Regions from separate parts of the Mus musculus genome. Here all the other regions are linked to region 2. Evidence: chromatin contacts called from public promoter capture Hi-C data. All regions are on one chromosome and are shown on one strand. The core of a region is the stretch at or near the end of the contact, and the rest is flanking DNA. Distances in the headings are between cores, read along the strand shown.

What was found. Promoter capture Hi-C pulls out the DNA fragments that hold promoters and counts their contacts.
Region 1: a contact with region 2 is called in a promoter capture Hi-C map of pre-B cells, with 4 times the contacts expected there. The contact joins the promoter of Nusap1 here to the promoter of Ehd4 in region 2. A contact is called at or near these places in 5 of 39 promoter capture datasets (3T3-L1-derived adipocytes, cranial neural crest, liver and 2 more).
Region 3: a promoter capture Hi-C map of pre-B cells shows a contact between it and region 2, with 4 times the contacts expected there. The contact joins the promoter of Oip5os1 here to the promoter of Ehd4 in region 2. A contact is called at or near these places in 3 of 39 promoter capture datasets (embryonic stem cells, hippocampal neurons and pre-B cells).
Region 4: a promoter capture Hi-C map of pre-B cells shows a contact between it and region 2, with 2.9 times the contacts expected there. The contact joins the promoter of Chp1 here to the promoter of Ehd4 in region 2. A contact is called at or near these places in 4 of 39 promoter capture datasets (cranial neural crest, fetal liver, pre-B cells and 1 more), 1 of 15 datasets of contacts at CTCF or cohesin (embryonic stem cells), 3 of 484 Hi-C or Micro-C datasets (CD4 T cells and embryonic stem cells) and 1 of 115 datasets of contacts at active chromatin or transcription factors (large pre-B cells).

The regions. Positions count from the first base shown.
Region 1 is chr2:119,616,915-119,619,653 of GRCm38.p6, forward strand. It overlaps Nusap1 (nucleolar and spindle associated protein 1), which reads left to right and starts at 1,384. Exons shown (of 11, transcript NM_133851.3): 1 at 1,384-1,981. The coding sequence starts at 1,889. It overlaps Oip5 (Opa interacting protein 5), which reads right to left and starts at 1,591. Exons shown (of 6, transcript NM_001042653.1): 1 at 1,244-1,591; 2 at 940-1,006. The coding sequence starts at 1,547.
Region 2 is chr2:120,153,197-120,155,896 of GRCm38.p6, forward strand. Ehd4 (EH-domain containing 4) reads right to left here and starts at 1,379. Exons shown (of 6, transcript NM_133838.4): 1 at 1,044-1,379. The coding sequence starts at 1,279.
Region 3 is chr2:119,593,005-119,595,704 of GRCm38.p6, forward strand. Oip5os1 (Opa interacting protein 5, opposite strand 1) reads left to right here and starts at 1,292. Exons shown (of 3, transcript NR_027832.1): 1 at 1,292-1,430.
Region 4 is chr2:119,546,454-119,549,153 of GRCm38.p6, forward strand. It overlaps Chp1 (calcineurin-like EF hand protein 1), which reads left to right and starts at 1,254. Exons shown (of 7, transcript NM_019769.3): 1 at 1,254-1,464. The coding sequence starts at 1,398. It overlaps Exd1 (exonuclease 3'-5' domain containing 1), which reads right to left and starts at 1,174. Exons shown (of 13, transcript NM_172857.2): 1 at 554-1,174; 2 at 336-429.

The sequences.
Region 1 (2,739 bases), core at 134-2,633, 540 kb before region 2:
ATGTGATAAAACTGTTTTTAGATTATAACTTGGAACAGAAATCTAACTCTATTCTTGCATGCATTTTTCTTGATATAGGCAAACATTGTACTTCTGAGCTATAGCACATCTCCAAATCTGTAATTAAATTTTTGTTTGTTTGGTTTTTCAGACAGGATTTCTTTGTGTAGCCTTAGCTGTCCTGGAACTAGCTCTGTAGACCAGGCTGTCCCTGCATTCACAGAGATCCTCCTGCCTCTGCCTCCCTAGTCCTGGGATTAAAAGTATGTGCTACCACCGCCAGGCTTATAATTAAAACTTTTAATCAGGCTTTTTAAAAAAGAGGTTGGCCAGGCGGTGGTGGCGCATGCCTTTAATCCCAGCACTTGGGAGGCAGAGGCAGGCAGATTTCTGAGTTCAAGTCCAGCCTGGTCTACAAAGTGAGTGCCAAGACAGCCAGGACTATACAGAGAAACCCTGTCTCAAAAACAAAAAAAACAAAAAAAAGAGGTTGGGTGCAGGTTCCCATGCTTGTGATCCCAGCACTTGCAGGCAGAGGCAGAATTGTAAATTCAAGGAAAGACCTTTATTACCAATATCAAAAGTAAAATAATTTGTAACTATATCAAAAATGTCACTTCAGGGCCAGTGAAATGACTCGGTGGGTAAAGGTATTTGCTACCAACCCTGAGAAATTATAACTAATAACTAATAACTAATAACTAATAGTCCTAGTTCTCTCACAGACCTTAAAACCTACATCCAACTTTAACTTTCACCAATGCCATGTTTATATGATTCAAACCGGTAAAGAGTTTACAACTCAAACATACTCTATGGAGAGCGTAAACATGTCACAAGACAAAGTTTCTTTCTTGTTTACAACAGTTACATACTCTTCACTGTCATTAAATCGGGAAATATATAGAGAGCGCCACCTCAGGAATTCTCCACACGTACCTGGACTTGAGAAAACCTTCTATGCCAACCAAAAAGGGCTCTAACAAAACGACGTTGTTTGTGACTTCTGGAAGACAAAACGGTTTTGAGAAGAAATACCTGCCAGCAGATTCATCTGCCCATAAAACTTAACAAAATGGGTGGGGCTCAGCCAAGGGCGCTGGGTTAGCTCAGGCGACGGCCTGGGTTTGAAGCCCAACTCGGGAAAACAAAACAAACCCCTCCCTCCCCTGGGCAGTACTGTCCCCCATTCCTCATCTGCCTCTGGTCTATCTTCCTCACAAACTACCCTCGCCTCACTCACTGGAGAAGGCCAGGGCGCCGAGGGACCGCGACAGGTCCCAGGCGAGGTGCAGGGTGTCGCCGAGCACCGCGTAGCACCGCGCGCAATGAAACACGGCACATCTCTCCGGCTCCAACCACGCAGGCAGCCGCAGGTCGACAGGTGACGCCTTCACCTTAGACTCGGAGGACCCGAGAGGGGAGAACCCTTCCACCACCTGAGTGTCCCACTCCATGGAGGAGGTAAGAGAAAAAGGTGTATCACAAGAGTCACGACGTGACTGGGTCTCCAAGAAGCGAAGACTGCGGCGCGAGAGAGTCGCCATATTTCTTTGAAGCGCGCGCCTCTTTCTCGCACGCTCCAAGTCCCGCCCACCTGTCTCCCTGCGTCTTCATTGGACAATGTTCCTGAAAGACACGCTCTCAATACGCTCAGCGCCAGCATATTGGTATAGTTTGCGGAATAGCGGTCTTCAGCCAATCACGCTACTGGCCCGCATCGGAAACCCCACCCTCGAGGCAGTTCAACCAATGAACTTACAGCAGTCTTAATTTAAACTCCATATATAAGTCGGCTTGTCAACGTCTTGGGTGGCGCCAGTTTTGAGCCGCTCTGTTTTGAGTTGTGTGGCTGTTTTTCTGGGAATCACCGAGATTGCAGAACGCGATGACCGTCCCCTCTGCAGAGGAGCTGGACTCCTTTAAGTACAGCGACCTGCAAAATTTAGCCAAAAGGCTGGGCCTCCGGGCTAACATGAAGGTACCGTGCTGGCTGGCGGTGCGGGCAGTTGGGTGGGCGGGGTAGAAGAGACCAGGGATTTGGGGGACAGGGCGCGAAGTGACTGAGAGGAAACCCCCGAGGGACGTTATTTTGGGAGGAGTAGGTAGGTTTTGTTCACAGTGACTGGAATTTGTTAAACGAAAGAAAAGCCGAGGCTGTTACTCTAGTTGGAGGCTTTTTTTATTATATTTGGAGAACTTATAAAGACTTTTTGTTTTTTGGTTTGGTTTGGTTTTGGTTTTTCAAGACAGGGCTTCTCTGTGTAGCCCTGGCTGTCCTGGAACTCACTCTGTAGACCAGGCTGGCCTCAAACTCGGAAATCCACCTGCCTCTGCCTCCCAAGTGCTGGGATTAAAGGCATGCGCCACCACTGCCCAGCTCTTATAAAGACTTCTTAATGGAAATGCTAATACTTCCTGGTACCAAATGGGAAACGAAGGCCCATAGGACGTAATCAGTGTAATTTCCATGCCAGTTATTAGGCAGTTGAAGAAAAACTACTTTAAACGACTTCTTCTGAAAAACTCTACTTACTGTTCAGTAAACTATGACACTACCTTCACTCTCGTGAACCTTTAATGGGATGCCTGTCCACCGTGATCTAGTATGATTGTCCATACATTAATCACTATTGTGATGGTGGTCTTTTTCAAAACCGATAAGGTCTTTGAATTCTGAGTTTGCAAGGTGTTCAGAGAAAATGTGGGGATTCATTGTGAGATTGGACTTGCTATATT
Region 2 (2,700 bases), core at 129-2,628:
TTAAAAGCATTACATGAAATAATTTCAACATTATTTTCCCCCTCTCTTCGTTCACATTTCAAACTACAGTGTATTGCCTTTGTTGAGTTCATTCACAGTGTATCTACAGGCCTGGATTTAACATATTTCTTGTAGTGACAACTTTTCTATTTTTTTGGAACTCTTTAGGTCACAGGAGGGGAAAAAAAGGAGGTCATACCTAAAAGAAATGGCATGTCCCCAAGACAGATGCAGTTTTCTGAACACCTGTTGAACATCAAATGATGATGAGTGTTCTAATTCCAAAACTCAGGATCCAGATCTTAAATGTTCAGTCACTTTGCTTCGTCTGATAAGGATTTGAACGTCGATTCTTCCCAAAGATAGGGAAATAGACGCCTCATTTAAAAAGCAGTCCGTTTCATTGTAAATTATTTCTCATCGAGTCACTCTAGAGGAAGCTGTGTGGTTGGAACTGCAGGGCAAGCCGGTTATTGCTTCCGGAGACAGAGTGACCGTGACAAATATTTTCAGTTTGTCAAGGGTGAAGAAATGGAAACTAGCAAACAGTAACCTGACACTCCCCTTCAGTCCACAGGCTGGTGAGGCAGCTACACTGTAGGCTAACTTCCTATAGACCATAAAGCTGGATGATAGCAGCCCCGCCGCTGTGGCGGAACGTGGCACCTAGGGCATGGCAATACTCCTACTGTGGCATTCACTCATTCATTCATTCGTTCGTTCGTTCATTCATTCTCACTGTGCTGGAAGGTTACCTCTCCACCTAGGAGCCGCATTCCTTCATTATCACTTTCAGCACTAGGTTGCACTAATGATGAGCCTTGCCTTCTCTCCCTTTCCTGCACTCCCAGGCCAGGGTGACAGGCTCAAGGAAGGCCTTGGCAACAGCAAGGAAGGGGCTCGCAGCGCGCTGGGGGCCGGTCTCAGGGGAGGGAGCCTTGGGAAACGGGACCCGGGAAGGCGACGGGCCACCAAGCTCGGAGTGTAACCTGAGGGCAGGCCGTGCGCTAGCGGAGGGGTAGCGAGCCGACGAGGCAAATTACCTGATGAACGTGGTCTTGCCCGTGCTGTACTGGCCCACCAGCAGGATCATGGGCTTGTTTTCGAAGTCGGCGTCCTCCAGCGCTGGCGAGTGAAACTCGTGGAAGCGGTACGCCTCCTCCAGCGGCAGCACCTTGCGCTGGTACAGAGAGCGCAGGCCGCCCGTCACCGTCTGCACCGCGTCCATGCCGCCCGAGCGCTCGCGCCCGCCAGCCTGCCGCCCCATCCAGCTGAACATGCTGCCGCCCCACAACTTGCCGCCGCCGCCGCCGCACTTCAGTAAGAACCCCAGAACCCGCGTCGCTCGCTCTCTGTGCCCGACAGTAGCTCTCGCCGCCGCCCGCTCCTGGGTCCGCCCCCTGCCGCAACGACCAATCATCAGCCGCTGCGTCACGGGCGCGCGCTCATTATTCAGCAGCGATCTCAGGTCCTTCCTCATTGGGCGTTTGCCAGCGACTGGGTGGAAGCTCTAGCCAATGGAAAGGCGATCCTTGAATTATTGATGACGGCATCGGTCTAGAGGGCTGATCCCGGAGAGGGTGTAGTCCAGGCGGGGTGACACAGGCGCGTCTACCCGGGTACATCCTTCTGGCCAGGTGGCGTTGGCTTCCGGGCAAGTCTGAGCTGGCAAGAATGAACCACCGGAGGCTGTCCTCCTGGAACTCGACTCATCCCAAGTCTCCGGACGTGGATACTGGGGACAGAAAACTCAGAAAGTTGACAGACAAGTTCCTTTTCCTGGGGCAGGTTATTGCCCTGTTTACTACTGTCGAAGATACTCAGGCTCACCGATATAATTGGCAAAAATTGGAGAGAAAATGGACTTCAATCTATTTGCGCAGACACTTCTGCCTCCATTCAACTCTGGATCAATTAAAGGCCTCTTTCTGCTAGACACTAGTAGAAATAATTGACCATCACCTGTGTATCCTAAGCGAGAAATAGTGTTAGCGCATTTTCAGTGTGGCCAATGAGGCCAGCTGCATAGGAATAACCCAAGAGGCTTGTTAAAATGCAGGTCTCTAGTTCTTGATACAGACCCACCAAATAAAATGTTGAGAGATGCAGCTCAACAAATGCCTGCAGATGATTCTTGTCTGCATAAAGTTTGGAGAAAGATTGTGTGGGAATGACTTCTTGAACTTGGTGGAAATGCAGAGCTGATTCAGCAAGTAGTTGTAAAATTGCATTTTAAAGATCGTTCAGGTGTTGCCAGTGCAGCAAGGGTGGTTTTGTTGTTGGTGGTGGTGGTGGTGGGGTTTGGTTTGGTTTGGGTTTTTTATTTATTTGTTTATTTTTATTTTATTTTATTTTATTTTACTTTTATTTTGATTTTTCAAGACAGGGTTTCTCTGTGTAGCCATGGCTGTCCTGGAACTCATCTGTAGACCAGGCTGGCCTCGAACTCAGAAATCGGCCTGCCTGTGCCTGTGCCTCTGCCTCTGCCTCTCTGCCTCTCTGCCTCTCTGCCTCTCTGTCTCTCTCTGCCTCTCTGTCTTTCTCTGCCTCTCTGTCTCTCTCTGCCTCTCTGTCTCTCTCTGCCTCTCTCTCTCTGCCTCTCTCTCTCTCTCTGCCTCTCTGTCTCTCTCTGCCTCTCTCTCTCTCTGCCTCTCTCTCTCTGCCTCTCTCTCTGCCCCTCTCTCTCTCTCTCTGCCCCTC
Region 3 (2,700 bases), core at 42-2,541, 560 kb before region 2:
CATCTGTCTGTCCCTACTCAGTCCTGCACCTCACCATATTCCTCCGTTGACACTCACCTGGACCCCTCAGCTAGCTTCAATACTCTGTGTCTTTCTAAATGAGTTCATCAATATCTAACTGTGGTGACTTTTCCCATTTATATCAGCTCTGTCTGGATGTAGTAAAACCTCACTGAACACAGAGGTTTGTGTAATCCTTTGCAGGCCTTCTGTAGTCTAAGTATATACAGATATACAGTGTGCCTATTCATACACAGAGACATACGGTGCAGTGATGTGTGATCTGATAGTAGCTAACACTCAAAGAACCTGTCTTTGGATGGAGGACATTGTTGCTCACTTGAGATTCAGGACATAACCAGTGTGGTAATTCTGTTACATTGCAATTTGAGGCCAGCCTGGGATACACAAGGTCTCTGTCACCAGCCCAGCTATAAAGGGAAATCAAGGCTGATGGCCAGTTGCAGCCAATAAATCAATGTAGCTTGTGAATTTATTATTATTCAATAGGTTCTAACATTCTAATAATAATAACGAATAATGTAATTATTATTATTATTATTATTTTATTAGCCAATAGATTCAATAGACAACTGTGTTTTGTCTTTGTATGGCATAGCATCCTTATCACAGAGGGAAGCATAGAAATTTGGATTTAATAAATGGCCTAGTGATAACCCCGTCATTTAGGAAGCACTGCTTATCCAGAAGAACGTGTGTCATCACCTGGAAGAGTCACACTATTGCCTTCACTACCTCTCCTGGAAATACCGCTAAAGGATCTCTAAATCCTACAACTGGAACAAACAACAAATGCAGTTTAACATTTTCTCAGGCAGCGGGCAGGCCCTTTTAAGGTGAGGAAAACTACGCTACTGTATTGACCTTTAAACAGCAGGCAACATTCTCTCAAGTGGGTCAAAGTCAGAAGAACTGACACCATGAAATTGTTCCTCTGGGTGTAGTGTTAGTCCGGGTATAAAAATCCTTTAGCCAAGAGAGGAATTACTAGTAACAGTATATTTTTACAGTAACGATAATTTAAAATAGTCATTTGGCCTTGTAGTGCTATCTTACTAAAAAGTGAGACTGCCTCCGTGCGGAATGTTTTTCCTCAAGTGAATTACAACAACCCTTTTCCTCCTTAACTTCAACTGGAGCACTAAGCTCCAACAACAAAAAATAGAACCAGAGAGAGGGATTGATTGAAGTACTTCCCAGCCAATCCGCGATGGAAAAAGAGCGCGCGAGCAAGGTGCTGTCCAATCATCACTCGGAGGCGGGGCGGAGCCTTTCGCGCCTCCGCCCCTGGGTTGGCGGACAGGGGAAGGAGCGAAGATGGCGGAGTGAGGCGTGCCCCGGGCAGCTGGCCTGCGGGCCCGGGGCAGGCCTCCCGTGAGAAGCGGAGTACTTGTGCTGGACCGTGTGAGGTGAGCTGAGAAGTCCGTCTGTCTATCGGGAGACGAGCAGCCGGTGGGGCGGCACAACTCGGGACGGGGTAGCGGCGAGCCTAATGAGGGAGCCGGCGAGGCCTGGGCCTGACAGGGCTTTGCATTCGCAGCCGCGTCCGGTCGGCTCCGCCGCCTCCGGGTATGTGGCCGCGTCCTTCCCTTACCAGCGCTCCACGCCCTTCCTTGCGCCCTTCGCTTTGGCCGCTGCGTGCTTTGCCCTGGTTCTCTGAGTTGCACGTACGCCGGCCGTATCGGGAAGCCGCTGTGTGCACCTCCCTTTTATTTTTCTAAGACTATCTCTGTATTGTTTGACCCTTTACCGAAGGCGTCACCGGTTGAGGTTGACAGGCCTGTTGCAGCTCTGGGCATTTTGTGTCCCTGGCGCGTTGACCTTGAGATTTGCTGTAAGAGGCTCCCTCTGGTATTTTCATTTGAGTATGTGTATTACAGATAGACTCTTGCAGCCTTTACCTCATACTCGCCCCTGCCAAACTTTTATGACCGTAGTAAGCAGCTTTGTCCTTGGACGTCCTGATAATGCCCTTATGGCGCATTAGTTTCGGCAAACGGGTCTCAGTGGAATTCACCTATGTTGATTTCTTACCCAGGATCAAGGGAAACGGCTTACGATGCTTTTCTTTTCGTTTTTTTAGAACTATAGTTCTGGAAGTACTGCTGGAATCTCATTTGTGTAGTTGGTGTACACTGGTGACAGTGTAGTACTAACAAGATATTTATATTTGATTCTTATTTAATTTTATCTCTTTGTAATTGGGAGCCCCCTTACTTTTATTGGTATTCAGCTAAATTCTCGGAAAGTCTTTGCTTCTGAATTCTGGATCGGGGAGACATTTGCTGCGTGTGTTGGTGCTCAGGGCCAGAAATTTACATCTATCAAAACCTTGTTTCAGAAATAAACTGGCATATTAGTGAGAGCCAGTTCAAATGGAAAAATCATAATGTGAGTGAATGTTTGTGATAGATTATATGGTTTTTGTTAGCCCTAGACTTAGCAGAGCTGAAGCAGGAAGCACTTGCTTAGGGGGTGAAAAAAAAACCAAAAAACAAAACCCCTCCCCTTTAGCACAAGTAGTTTTTCTTTTTAATATGATCCACAAGTAGAAAAAAATAGGTATGAGCCAGAGGAAGGGAATATAACATCCTTCCTCATCTTAAAAAAGAGAAAGTCGTTTGCTTTCCACTAAAAGACAGCTCTACATTACGGGAGGTTTTCTGCGGAGTTACAGTT
Region 4 (2,700 bases), core at 4-2,503, 610 kb before region 2:
TACACAGAGAAACCCTGTCTCGAAAAACCAAAAAGAAAAAAAATTCGGATTTTTAAACCGTAAGCCAGCAGTTGTTAGGTGAAAGCAGGAAAGATGCAAGTTGAGCCCAGCCTAGGCAATATTGGGAAATCCTGTTTAAAGATTTGCCACTCATGGGAGAATTAGGAGTTTATGCTCAGGACAGCCTGAGCCTGTAAAACCCTTTCTAGAAGTGGAGAAATGATTCTCTTTTCCAGAAAAGCCCTGACTAGTCTTGGCCAGGCTTAAAAATCCTAATTTTTAAGACAAGAAAAAATCCAAATAAATAAACCGTGCTCGGTCACAATCTTTCTCACCTTCAGGGTCCTCTGTCCCCACAGCAAAGGAGTTTGAGAAATTCCGACCTTAATTCTAGTCAAATGGTGAGTTCCTTAAACTAACGAGGGACTACTGTTAAAAAAAAAAAAAATTCTGGGAGTTATCCCGGCACAGCTTTGACGCAAAAAAGTTCTCAACGCCAGCCACTGAAGCCGCAGAGCCGACCACGCCCTCGCCCTCCGGGTGAATTACTTGCCTCTTTCCGGAGGAGCCAATCAGCGCGCAGCCTCGAGCCCATTCCCAGCGCCCCCTGCGGCCGGGGTAGAGAGAGCAGAAAAGATGCTGCCAGGAGCCATGCAAACCCCAGGCGGCTCTCAGCGCCCCCTGCGGCCGGGGGGAGGAGCGCAGGAAAGATGCAGTCTCTAGGCGTGCTGGGCCACAGTGGCTGTGGACTCCCTATTCTTAGGACCAGGGGAGTGAGAGTGAGAGGAGAGGAGAGGAGAAAGGAGGGAGAAAAAGAGATAGAGAGATACAGAGAGATGGAGAGCGAGCAAGAAAGAGTGCACTGCACTACTCTGGGGATCCACCTTAGGGTTTTGTCCCTCGTTTCGTGGGTTTGGTTTCTCTCCTGAGTCTCCGTCACCTGTAGGGTGGGACTCCTGGTACCTGAGTCCTGTGAAAAACCTGCTGGCTACCCTAGTGAGTTTGCCTCTGGTTTGTTCGAACACAGTGGCGAGACCGCACTGCCCTTTTAAGTGCAGTCCCTAGCGCCACAGCGGTATCGCCGCTTTAAGTCCGGCGGCTGCCCTGGTTCCGCGGGGCGGGGCCTGCTTCCCTTCGGACTCCCGCAGCCTCCGGGCTGATTCATTCCGGGCTCGAGAGCCAAGCTTTGACGTTAGCGCCTGCGCAGGGCGCGGCCTCGCTCCCGATTGGCTGGTGTCGGGCCGCCCTCCCCCGCGCTCCACCCCTTGTTTCTCTCCCCGGGCCGCAAGAGAAACAGTGCCCTCTCCCTTCTTGACCCCTGGCCCTTCCCTCCCTCCTTCCCTTCTGCCGCTGCTGCTTCTGGCGCTGCCGCTCCCGGAGGAGCTCCCGTCACGGTGATGGGGTCTCGGGCCTCCACGTTATTGCGGGACGAAGAGCTCGAGGAGATCAAGAAGGAGACTGGCTGTGAGTTCGGGTTGGGGGTGGGAAGGCGGCCCGGCGCCTTCGGCTGGCCTCAGTACTGACAGCGGTCGTCGCTGAGGGCTTGATCTGGGGTGCGGTGACTTTGTTGGGATGGTCCCATGCAGCCTCCGGTGCTTTGGGTAACCGAAGGCTAGAATACCTGTACGTTCATCTGTAGCTTCTTGGAGCCGGGATGTGGTTCCTCCGGTGCTGTCTTGCTCAAAAGCCCGGAATCTCGAGCACAGACACCACCACTCCACTCTTGCCCGTGAAGGTCCGCGAATTTTCTTCCTTATGGTTCCTCCTACAGAAGCATCCTGAACAGTAGATAAAGTAGAAGCAAATCCAGGAAATGTGAATGGTTCCTGGAGAAAACGTTATACATCCTAATGAGGTTTCTGAGCAAGAGCTAAAACTACTAAAATCACACACAGGGAAAAACTCAACAAAGAAGATCATAGAGAAAGGCTTGTGACCAGGAACTGAAGACCTCTAAGCAATCAAGAGTCCAAAAACCCGAGTGAGGCTTTTAAATCTGAATCGTTGGAGAAAAGCCACGGGTATAGTGGTCAAGGTTTAAAGACACAGTGAAGACATTTGTCCTATTTTTATATATATTGATATCTGCTGTGTTGCTGTACTTTATGCAATTGATATTGAAATTGGATGTACTCCAAAATCTGTGAATTTGTACCAGAAACATACATACTCTAGTTTCTTCCTTGTTAACCTGAACAAAGGAGCAACAGGGCTTTGGGAATTGAGAAGCACAGAAAACACCTCCATACCTTTGAAAGGCCCTTGGTAGTGTATGATACAATTGTATGGCTACAATGCTTTCTCAGTGATCCTTTGCGGCTCTCTTTGATTTTCGTAAGCCATGTCTTCATGGTACCTGTCTTTGATGATAATGTGAGCAAATAACCCAGTGGCAGATCGTGCCAAGGAGTACAGGGAACTACGGAATTCTCCAGGAATGAGTCCTTGGGTAAATGACAAGTTGTTCTGGCTGTCTGACAAGTTAAACTTTCTAGAGTATTCAGGTTGAAAGAGATGTGGTCTAGCCCCACCCCCTGTCAGGTTGCTTTGCTTTTAATCCCTTACTAATATGTGGCCAATTTTGAGTGAATGACAGAGAATACTTAGCTTTTTATAGAGTTTGGCCAGTCACGCTTAAGGATTCCATGAGTAAAAATGCACACAGTTGGATTTAGCAAGCTTTTACCTCTGACCCTACTT